Linked DNA regions of Danio rerio: region 2 is linked to region 1. Evidence: chromatin contacts called from public Hi-C data. All regions are on one chromosome and are shown on one strand. Each heading gives the region's core, a stretch centred on a gene start, on an enhancer-like site or on the middle of the called end of the contact. The rest is flanking DNA. Distances are from core to core; before and after follow the strand shown. Region 1 overlaps nfic (nuclear factor I/C). Region 2 overlaps nfic (nuclear factor I/C).

What was found. A called contact is a pair of places that touch in the nucleus more often than the background predicts.
Region 2: a Hi-C map of embryo shows a contact between it and region 1, with 1.9 times the contacts expected there. The contact joins two enhancer-like sites. A contact is called at or near these places in 1 of 18 Hi-C or Micro-C datasets (embryo) and 2 of 4 datasets of contacts at active chromatin or transcription factors (caudal fin and pancreas).

The regions. Positions count from the first base shown.
Region 1 is chr8:22,505,475-22,511,663 of GRCz12tu, reverse strand. All of the region lies in intron 2 of nfic (nuclear factor I/C), which reads right to left. Among named protein-coding and RNA genes, the nearest start is that of nfic, 52 kb to the right of the region's middle. Within about 2 kb of position 2,938, at least 13 of the 62 cell types and tissues checked have an H3K27ac peak or open chromatin away from gene starts, as enhancers often do.
Region 2 is chr8:22,652,724-22,658,912 of GRCz12tu, reverse strand. It overlaps nfic (nuclear factor I/C), which reads right to left. Exons shown (of 10, transcript XM_073910297.1): 8 at 5,292-5,476. It also overlaps a transcript of si:ch73-196i15.3 not described here. Among named protein-coding and RNA genes, the nearest start is that of smim24, 53 kb to the left of the region's middle. Within about 2 kb of position 3,677, at least 10 of the 62 cell types and tissues checked have an H3K27ac peak or open chromatin away from gene starts, as enhancers often do.

The DNA of each region.
Region 1 (6,189 bases), core at 1,689-4,188:
TAGTTCGTATGGTCAGCAGTACTCTTTTAGTGTTTACAGACAGACCTTAGTTAAAATGATTTCTAAGTTACTTAGTTTACAGTACGTTAATATCACTACAATATTGAAAGATCCGCTGTAAATGCTGCTCTCTGTGTGTAGACACGTGAACACTGAAAGCAAACTTTTGCCGACCTTCGTGTTGAATTTTTGCCGCATTTTGTGACAGGATAGTCCACACACACACGGCTTTCTGACCTACGGAGTGCATCTGAATTACAGAGAAATGCTTTTTTCTCTTATACGACGTGCGGTATCAAACATTCCACCGTTATTAAACACACTGTCTCCCCTGCATGTGTGTTTGTTTTTCCTCGGTCAGAAGCGCGTGCCCAAATGGCAACTCCCATTTTTATTCAAACCCTGCCCATTTTTCCTCCCCCGACACTCCCACCCAAACAAAGCTAGACACACCCACTTTCCTGACTTTTTCATAACTAGAGGTCTGAAAACATCCTGCTGAAACAGGGGGTTTCATGGCCCTTTAAAAGAAACATGTTCATAGCTGTGGCATTTATATATGTATAGTTGAAGTCAGAATTGTTAGCTCCCCTTTGAATTGTTTTTTTTTATGCCTAAAAGATGTTTAACAGCAAGTAAATTTTCACAGTATGTCTGATAATATTTTTTCTTCTGGAGAAAGTCTTATTTTGTTTATTTCGGCTAGAATAAAAGTAGTTTTTCATTTTAATTTTATGGTCAAAATTATTAGCCCTTTTAAGCTATATATTTTTTGGATCAGTCTACAGAACAAACCATCGTTATACAATAACTTGCCAAATCACCCTAATTAACCTAGTTAAGCCTTTAAATGTCACTTTAAGCTGAATTCTAGTGTCTTAAAAAAAGTCTAGTCAAATATTATTTATTGTCATCATGGCAAAGATAAAATAAACCAGTTATTAAAAATGAGTCACTAAAACTATTATGTTGAGAAATCTGTTGAAAATATCTTCTCTCTGTAAAACAGAAATGGGGGGGGATAAACAGGGGGGCTAATAATTCAGGGGGGCTAACAATTCTGACTTCAACTGTATATACACACTTATTAATTTTTAAAGCATCGTTTAAAAAAAAAAAAAAGCTAGCCAATAAGTCCATCTCAAACTTTGTTGTGAGAATCAACATTCAGAACCTATAATAGATAAAATTTTTGGAGTGGAGTCATGTGACACCGCTCTGTTAAGGCTACATTATACTTCTACAAGTCGCAAGATTTCACTACATTGACAAGGTTTTTAAGCTGCGCCAGAGACGACATATTCCATAACAATAAAATTTTTATTTACATTAAAATGTTTGTTTACAGAGCACTCAAGTTTAAAAAATGATTTATACAAGATTTGTACTGCTTATATTCTACTTTAAATATATAAATAAATAGCACTGAAAATAATTACTTTTGTTTCCAAAAGTGCAAGTTATTTATTTTCACTTTTTTATAAGAAAAAAAGGGACTTGGTTTTAGGCAATGCGTGTTTCAATTTCGGTTGTTCAGCGTTGATGTTCAATAAATAATCATAGCACATAGTGTGTGCTTCTTCAATAATTTTAAAATCAATTAATCCACTCTTCATTTAAAAAACCCTCACTTATAATATGAGCATATGTACAAAACTTGTTAAATAAATAAATTAAATAATCGTTCATTAATCGAAAGAAAGTTAAAATGTTTAATTAATGGAAATTTTGATTTTAGGTCAAATCGTTCAGTTCTACCATTGTTTTTCGATTCCAACCTGTCTCACTCCTGTTTTCAATCCCAAACTACAGAGTTTCTGGAACAAAGAATTTCAAGTTTTTTTTAGATACATTAGACATTCCGATTAAACCAGATCCTATGTTAATTACATTTGGAGTTTCCAAAAAACCTTCGAGACTCACACAGGTACAACAACTGTTAGTTTTTTTCTTTTGTCTAATTGTTAAAATGTACGTTTTATGTTCATCATTTTTTTTAAATGTGTATTGCAAGTGAATGTCTGCTAACATTTCTAATAATAAAATATGTAAACCAAAAAAAATTACCATTTACTTGAGCAAAATGTTTCCATTCATTCATCCATTCATTCATTTTCTTTTCGGCTAAGTACCTTTATTAATCTGGGGTCACCAAAGCGGAATGAACAGCCAATTTGTCCAGCACATGTTTTACACAGCCGATGTCCTTCCAGCTGCAACCCATCACTGGGAAAATCCACACACACTCATTCAAACACACACACACACACACACACACACACACACACACACACAGACACACACAGACACACACAGACACACACACACACCAGACAATTTGGCTCACCCAATTCACCTGTACCGCATGTCTTTGGACTAGTGGGGAAAACTGGAGCACCCTGAGGAAACCCACGCAAACAAAGGGAGAACATGCAAACTCCCCACAGAAACACAGACTGACCAAGTTGAGGCTTAAACCAGCGACCTTCTTGCTATGAGGTGAATGTGCTACCCACTGCACCACCACATTGACAACAAAATGTTTTCAATAATAAATACTATTCCCAATCAAAGTGATACTAAATATAAGCATACTTCAGAAACAGAAGATATTTCCTAATATAACTGTCAAATAATAATGATATTAATAATCCTTGATATTGTACACTGCACTGCATATGGTTAGCTGTGTGACATTTATCAGACACACTGTAAAAAGTACAAAAACATCAAAGTAAATGTAAGGCTTAAGCACACATCTCTTCAAGAACTCACAAAAGAAACCTCACAAATCTTATTTCTAAAGGAAAATAACTAACAAAACCAACTGACACAGGACTGGCATGTTGCTCTGGACACATGTTGCGTACAAAAGCCACTGCCCCACTTTTTGCTATGTAGCAAAACAGAGTCATATTAGGTCATAGCCAAGTGTTGACGTGTCCTCTTGCTTTCCCAGCACTGTTCTGTTTGGCTCCAATCCTAATTCATAGAGATATCTGTCTAGGCCTGTAGTGTGCAAACATACACACCCACGAACGCACACACACACATTTACATATATCTGATTCTGAAGCCTATAGTTCTGACACCTTTGATTCTTGTTTATCTGTAATATGTGTAAAGTGGGAATAAAAACGCACCTCAGACCTGAAAAGGAGGTCAAAGTGCACATCGGAATGGATCCGCCATGAGACAAAGCAAAAATTAATGGATCCGTTATGTTCTCTATCCCCTAAAGAGGTGGTGAAATCAAAAATGACAGTAACGATAACTACAAGCTAAGTGGGAACTTCAGGGCATTCGAAAGGACATTATCAGATTTGACAGAAAACATTTCACAAATCAGCAAGTCTACACTGGATTGCTGAATATATGCATATGTTCACTATATGCAAATATAGATTTTAATTTTAACAATTCAAGTTGCTGAAAAAACATATGCATGAGTTAGCAAATACCCATGACTGTTTTAAAACGGTTTAAAACCCTGTTGTTTTTTGTCAGGTATTTTTATTCAGGTATCAAATCATTTTGTTTCCTAGTACTGGGTTGCAGCTGGAAAGACATCCATTGAATAAAACATGACAGAATAGTTGGTGGTTCACAGAGATGGGAAGTAATGAAGTACAAATACTTAATCACAGCACTTAAGTAAATTTTTTTTTGGTATCTGTATTTTACTCTTACACTTTTTAATTTTTTTGAAAACTTTTTTATTTTTACTCCTTACATTTGTACACTTATATCAGTACTTTCTTCTCCTTGAATTTCTAAATCAGGCTCGTTACTTTTGTTTTCATGCATTGGTTGGTGCGATCTATATTATTTCTTGTCAGTGCCCATTTTGAGCGCCTTTTTTGGTGCAATGACAAAAAAGACTGACAGCACGTCTGCGCGCTGGAGCGTGTGGCTTTTTCATCCAAGGCTATCACGCGCCTTATGTTGGCTAGTTTATGAAAATTAGGTTACTATGAGAAAGCCAAGATGACTATGCAGATGAGACAGAGGAATACAGCGAATTTTAAATGACTGATGCTGCCCTGTTTGCACGGCAATAAGACACAATTTGCTTGATCAGATCACAGCAAAACAAGATCACAGGTAAACAAGAGAGCAAAAGAGACACTTTCCGGTTCCAAAATATATCATGTAACTTTCTCTGGTCCTTAAATCTAATACCGCTTTTTTAAAGATTTGTACATTTAGTTCTAAAACAATCAAATACTTTATAAAAACTTTATGCATTAAGATTTATTGGTAACACTTTACAATAAGGTGCATTAGTTAATGCATTTACTAACATGAACTAATCATGAACAGCACATGGACAGCATTTATTAATCCTAATTGAACATTTACTAATGCATTATTAACATCCAAGGTCATGCTTGTTAACATTAGTTAATGCACCATGAGTTAACATGAACTAACAATGAACTGCTGTAATTTCATTAACTAACGTTAACTAACATGAACAAATACAGTAGTAAATGTATTGTTCATTGTTTGTTCATGTTAGTAAATGCATTAATTAACATTAGCTAATGAACCTTATTGTAAAGTGTGACCGATTTATTTCCTTTATTTCTAATGAGTTCATATTTCCTGATAGTTTTTTTTTTATATAGATTTTTTTGTGAATATATGATTTTACATATAGGATATTAATCTTCGATTCTTTTTTTAACAAATGTTTTACAATACCAAAAGTAAATATCCACAATACCCTGAAAAAACACACTAAAATAACAGACTATGTATGAGAACTGCTAAAGCAAAAAATAAAAAATAATTATATATATATATATATATATATATATATAGTTTGCAGTCGAATATGATAAGTATTTATTTTATCAAAAGAACATATTTTTTCAATATATTCAATAAAAAAATTTAATATTACATTTTAAAAATTCAACATATTTTGGACAGAATTCATTGTAAAATGTAAATCAATATTTATAAGATACACAGGCCTACAGATTTATTTTTAGTGTATGAACATTCTGCAAACGGCAGCTATTGTTTTTGATCCGACAGCTGCAAAACTACATGATAAACGCGATGAGCTTGAGTTAGGATGATGATACATGGTAGGAAAGCGGATATTTACCTTGTAAAATTAAAACATGTAGTAATGAATACTTTTTCCTTAAGTACATATTTCAGGCCGTACTTCTTTGCTCTTACTTACAAAAGTGTAATTAGTACTTCAACTTTTACCGGAGTCATTTGAAACATGCGTATCTGTACAGGTGCTTCTACTTGAGTAAAGGTTGTGTGTACTTTTCCCATCTCTAGTAGTTAATTCCACTGTGCCGACCAATGATAAATAAGGGACAAAGGAAAATGAGGAAATTTGGAGCAAATACCTAACCTATTTAAAAAGTATAATATTGTTAATACATGTAAATAAGAAAAATAATAGCAGCATTATACACTGAAAAGGCAAAACATTATGAACAGTCGAACAGTCACACTAGAAGTGAACATCGTTGATCATCTCCTAACAAGGCCATGTATTAAGGTATGGATATATTAGATGGTAAGCAAACAATCAGTTCTTGTAATTGATGTGTTAGGTACAAGAGAAGGCAGCTATTCAAATCTGAGTGACTCTGATAAGGGTAAGCGTTTTTATGGTGAGGTGACTCGGTCAGAGTATCTCTGAAATGGCAAGGCTTGTGGGTTAATCCTGGTCAGCAGTGGTGAGAATTTACCAGCAGTAGTTCAAGGATAACAAACTACAAAGCAGCAATGTTGAGATCTCCAGACTCACTAATGCATAAAAGGGCAGCAAAGATTACTGTATGAGGTCTGGTCTGACCTAAGAGAAGGTTACTGTGGCTAAGGTCAGACAAAATTGTAATTAAGGTTATGAGAGGAAAGTGTCATGACAGATAAGCTATTGCACTCTAAGGCTGTGCAGCCAGACATCGACCAATCAGAGTGCCTGATGACCCCTGTCCACCATTCAAAACATCTATACAGTATGCGAGTTTGGGAAATGCACCTTGAAGCAATAGAAGAAGGATGGAAAATGGAAAAAGGTTTCATATTAAATAAATTCCAGTATGCCCATTAAAAAAGTCATATGACTGTTTTAACAAATCACGTGATAAAATGGTTGCAATGGGATGGACGGCATTAATAGAGAAACCAGCGGACTGACCACACTGCATA
Region 2 (6,189 bases), core at 2,428-4,927, 150 kb before region 1:
AGCTTGGACCTGGAAAAGGTATTCCACACGTCACCGATACATCACGACTTAACAAGCGGATTCACAACTAGGAAAATGTGTTTTTTTTTTAATAAGGCTTGACTGTTTATGCAGTAGAAAGATTATTTTAGGATGAATTTGGTGCAATGTTGTTTGGAGAAAACAAAAAGGGGCTGTGGAAATTTCTTTTGCTCCAAAAAGGTTGGATAACTTCAGCACCCATAATGCATCAACTGTGAGTGATGATACAAAAAAAGTTTCATTTGTTTGATTCTGAAGGCAATCACCTTACTTTTTTCCAGGGCTGTTTATAACGAAGTTGATATTTAGCTGCACTATGTTGGTGCTTCGTAACATCAAATTTTTACGAGGTAGGTTATTAGCTCAATGCTCAACCCTCAACCTGGAGGACCAGGACATACACACAAACACTACGGACAATTTAGCTTTCCCAATTCAGCTAAAGCGCATGTCTTTGGACTTGTGGGGGAAACCAGAGCACTCAGAGGAAAACCCCCGCAAACACGAGGAAAACATGCCCCAGTGCTACAAACTACGCCACCCTGAAGACATTACCTATTGCACTTTAATAACCCATGATTCTAAAACTCTCAAAATGTGTCCGTGTTTTATACTGAACATGATAATGTTTTGCTGCCTAAATTCAGTTCTCCAGAGATTTTCCTAAACATGCTGTAGTTTTCAAATGTACTTAATTTTATTAGACATGCATAGAAGAAAAATTGTGTCCCTTAAAAAAAAAACAGTAGTAGAAAGTCCAGTGGCACATTGTATCTCCACCTCCTCATGGCATCAGCAGTTATGAGGGAGAAACAGAGTAACGTTGTGTGCAGTGTTCTAGCGAACGGCCCATTATGCATTGCTCTGTCGTTCTACCCCGGCCGCAAATCCATAAAACCCTCTATCATGCTCTCTTTCTCTCTCGGAGGGTTTGGCTCTCGTTTGCATTCTGGCCGGGTAAAACTGCACACTCACTGCCCTGCACAACAATAGCTGGTGAGTGAGTCAGCGGCATTGTGGGTCGGTGCGGCTGTTCTTTGTGACTGCTTGGCTACGGTCAGACTGCAGTACTGGGAATTTCAATGAGTCTACAGAATCGGCTGAGCCCGGCTGCCACAGGGCAAGATTCAGAAATGTGCGCGTCTCTCTCTCTCTCTCTTTCTTTCTTTCCCCGTTTATGTGCCAACATCAGCAACACCTCTAGACACTGAGATTTCCTACTTCTTGGCCGTATTTCATGTTCTCTCAGGCTCTCGGTCTGACGTGGGGATGGCACATGACTCTCCTACAGGCACCCCTGAGGAAAAGTCATTCACACTTTCTGTTGGTTCTGTATGTCACTGTCAGAATGAGACAATCCAGTCAGAGCTAGCTCTTGGTCCAAAGAGTGAGAGAAGGCAGAAAGATCCCAGTGGTGAATGTGCTGGAGAGAGTGATGGGACTCAAATGACAGCCACAATCAGGGAATGAAATGAACTTTTGATTTCAAGGGATATAGTTTTCCTTCATAAGCACAATTTTATATATGCCTTTTCATTTTTTCTGTGTTATGTTAAATTATTAATTTGACCAATTACTTAAATCAATCAGAATATTACAAAACTTCTATTTCAATTGTATGAATAAAGAGAGCACTCTTTTATGAAAAGCAACCCAGGCTCATTGGACAAACATACGTTGATAATTTGTTACACGTGTCAAATGATGTATCCACCAGAGAGCGATATGTACATACTTGTGGTAAGGTATGGTTTGGTATGCTTTTATTTAAGTAAATGTAAGTAAATTAAATCTCTTTAACTTTAAGTTAGGGGTGTAACGAACAAACGTTACATGCTTTAATTGTTGTTTTAGATCCTTGTGATGTAAGAAACAGGTTTGCAATATTACTACAGGCCACTGGGTTGCACTAGAGGGGAGTGAGAACTGGATATATTCCAGCTCACCATAGAGCAAGTGAGTCTTGTTTGGTAGAGGGAACCATATGGTAAACTTAGGCTACTGATCCACTCTGCTTCTGATTGTTTTGAGAACATTACTGTTGCTGCTCAAATGTGAGTATTGAATAGTGGTGGGCAAAGCGAGGCTTCATGAAACACTGAAACAGTCGAAGCAAATGTGTCGAAACGTTTCGAAACCCCACTCTACGGTGACAACTAGTGGTCATTTTTTATGTATTGCACTGAAACAGCTTCAGCAAGAACATTTTAGCAAATTGAGGTATTAAACCCCACTTTGTAGAAGTATCTATTCAAGAGATTAAGTGGAGCGGTTAATGATTCTGACTTCCATGCGGGGATATTTTGAAATGCTTTAATACCAGTTGGTAATGCTTTGTTCTTGTTTCGTTTTGTTTCAACATTGGTCTGACATCCGAATAAACACGTAGTGAATAAATATGTCTTGTTTTGGTATTAAAACAGGGTTGTTGCTAGATCAGACACAGTTGTGGCCAGAAGGTATCAAGAATTATTTATATTATTCATTAAATTTCCCATTTATTGTATTTCATTAACGTCTATCCAAACCCTAAACCCAACCATCACAGTACTGTAAAAATTTGTATTATTGTTTTAGTGTTACAAAAATGATGCTTTATTGATGGCGTATCCGCAGCTGTAATCTATTTAGGCTACACCATAAAACAGAAACATGATTAAAATACATAAAACCATGATTTAGGAGTATTTGTACAAGTCGGGATTCGAACCCAAAAGTCATTGGAAGTATAGTAACAGCCTGTACAGGCACAGTCCTCCAGGCCATATGAGACAGATATTGGAACAGACCCCGGTAGTTACATGCAGATTCGCCAGGTCTCGAAACGCTTCTTAACTGATCGATGCTTTGAATCACTTTAGTCACGTGACCAGGGGTTTCAAAACACTTTAGTCACGTCACTTGGGTGTTTCAGATCATGCTTCGGTGCAGTGTTTCGAAACACTTGCGCTTCGAGATCTCGAAACTGTGTCGAAACGTCAGCCATCTCTAGTATTGAATAAGTTTTAAGTTTTGAAAGTATTTTCGATATTTAGTTGTTATTTACCCTATGTTTTTTTCTTATGTAGACAGGACCTGTTGTACTAGAGATTTACCAATGAGGTGATTGTTGGTGCTTTTAATAGACTTCAATGATTGGGTTTCAGCAATAAGCATGCACAATTAAAGTCCATGTGAACCAAAAGTTTCTATTTTACTTTAGTATTGTGACACATATCCAAGTAAAACACAATACTGACTAGAGGGCGATGTTTTATTTTAGCATTCCTCCTCACCATCTCTCACTCACAGCAACCTAATGGTCGGAGAGTAGTGGTTATTCTGGCCAAGCTGTCAAACTGACAGAGAATTCAAGCTAATGTTTTTTTTTCAGTTAATTAACTTGCACAGATTAATTATTCACATCAAGAATAACAGTGTGTGCTAACAAAGTAAAGTCAATTTTGTTTTACTGAAGATCTCCATAAAGTTCAAGTGGCCCTTTTGATTGGACTCTGACTAAGCCCCCCCCCCATCCATGTGAAGCTGATGAGCTCCTGTCTGTGAGTGTGTGTGTGAAAGGGCTGATGGATGTCGCTGTTTAGACTGCAGGTCGCTTTAACGGAAAGGGTGAAATCTGACCGCGTGGAGGCTGCGTGCTTCTACAAGGCAGCAGTCAGCTGTTTTTGGCTCACATTACATGGGCTACGATCCATGTAGGGCACATGATGGCTTGTTTATCTGTCTCTTTTTCCTTCTGTCTGTCTCTCTAACACTCACTTGCATGCTCACAGACACACACACAGACAGGACGCAGGAAGTAATCAGTTGATCTTGTAATTCATCCTTTCTGGTGTAATTTAAAGAGGTCATAACATGGATTTATTATTATTTATTTGTTTTCCCAGAGGTTTTTTTTTTCTGCCAGAACAGTAAATTTGAGCTTTTTCCCACTCTCTATCTCTCTCTCTTTCACTTTCTGATCTGTAGAATTAAGTGAATCTTTTAAGCCAACTGCTAAAGTACGAAACTATACTGCATGCTCTGAAATGATTCCAGATACACGCTGTGATAGTATTTTGATAGTATGCGTTGGCCTAAACTAAATATTAATAACTAAATACTATTTTGTCAAAGAAACATGTAAATTATGGATACATAAGAAAAAAGTCATACATTATATATAAATTTGCACTACTTGATTTTTATTCGCAGTTCTTTATTTTTGTTTGCAAAATTCCTTTTTTTTTCTCAAAACTCAATTTTCTCTTTGCGGTTTCTTTAGATTTGCATTATTTTACGTATTTTTTGCTCAATACTTTATTGCTTGTTTGCAAAACTTTCATGTTGCAAGTATATATGGCCCTAGATTGACTCCATACATGTCTCTTTAAAAAAATCTTTTACGATACACAAAAGAAAGACATGAAACAAAACAACACGATGATGGCAAATAAAGGATACATTTTCATTTTTAGGTGAACTGTCTCTTTAAGAAATGATTCAGTTGAATTCAAAATGAGCACATTTCCTCCACTTATGCCGAGTTCAGACTGCATGATTTTAGCCCCGATTTTGACTCGACAGGTTTTGTGAAATCGCAGACAAATGCCTGAAATCAAGCACTGATTTGCATATGTTCATGTGAGTAACAACGACACAGTGTGAACTATCAAGGGCGCGATATGAGAGAATCACCAATAAGTCGACAATGCTCGTGAGATATTTGGCATGCTAAATATCTGGAGCTGTCTGCGATTCAAATCATGCTGTGTAAATTGTGTTCTGACTGAAAATAACATCAGCGATCCAGCCAATGAGAGAGCAGCATTCACTAGTATGGGTATCTGCAGGCCAAAGAGAGGTTGGGGGAGAAGTCAAAAGTGCTCATTTTCAGTTTATCTGGACCCAAAAAATGGAGGAAAAACTAGTGGAAATTCGGCAGGAGCACCGTGTCTGTTTGACGTGTCATCTGAGCAATATCACAACATGATTATCAAAGCCACACTTTTTTGTCTTTAACTTTTAAGTTCAAATTTGGACAGCCTATGATATGACCTCTTTAAAGTACAAATTCGACATTTCAAATCATTTGTCAAGCTGACTCATCCAGTGAGTAACACGGCAGGCTCAGAGCTGTGACTGGCTCATATTGGGCTCCTACCAGAATTATGGCTGCTGATTTATTGAGGCTGATGCCGGGATTTGTTTTTACGTACCCTCATCTGTAAGTGTGATGAATGCAGAAAGTCATATGAGTTGTGTCTGGAAGCTTCGTGGGATGATCTTACTGGGCTGGGCTGTTGATTGGACGGGTCACAGGCCAGAGAGACCAGGTCCTTGAGCGGGTCTTGAGAGCTGAGGTGCGGCGGGTACCGGATGGCCGTGTGAGGGAAGTAAGTGGAGGCGGTTTGGGGGAGAATGGGGGTGCCTGGGAAGTGCAGAGACGAGGAGGGATGTGGACTCCGGGAGATACCTGGAGACACAAAAACAAGCTTTAACATTTATTCACTTATAACCAATATTGTTTACTTTATTTTGTACTTTTAGGACCCTGGTCTACGTACAGTTGAAGTCAGAATTATTAGTCCTCCTGAATTATTAGCCCCCCAGTATACTTTCCCCAATTTCTGTTTAACAAAGAGAGGGGTTTTTTCAACACATTCATAAACATTATAGTTTTATTAACTCATTTCTAATAACTGATTTATTTTATCTTTGCCATGATGACAGTAAAAAATATTTTAATAGATATTTTTCAAGATACTAATATTATGCTTAAAGTTTAAAGGCTTTTGAACTTTTTAACTAGGCAGGATAGGGTAATAAGGCAAGTCATTGCATAACAGTGGTTTGCTCTATAGACAATCAAAAGAAATTGCGTAAGGCACTAATGATAATGTTTTTTAAATTTTAAACTGCTTTTATTCTAGCCAAAATGAAATAAATAAGACTTTCTCCAGAAAAAAAAAATACTGTAGGAAATACTGTTAAAAATTCCTTGCTCTGTTAAACATGATTTGAAAAATAAACAGCAAATTCTGTTCAAGGCACTCGGAAAATGTGGAAAAAATATTAAAAGATTTGTAATAAAAATTTAAATCTTTAAATATTTTTCCCTTATTTTAGAGCACCGACACATTGTTTAAGCTACCCCTGAGCACTTTTTGTTTGATTCTGGATCATTTA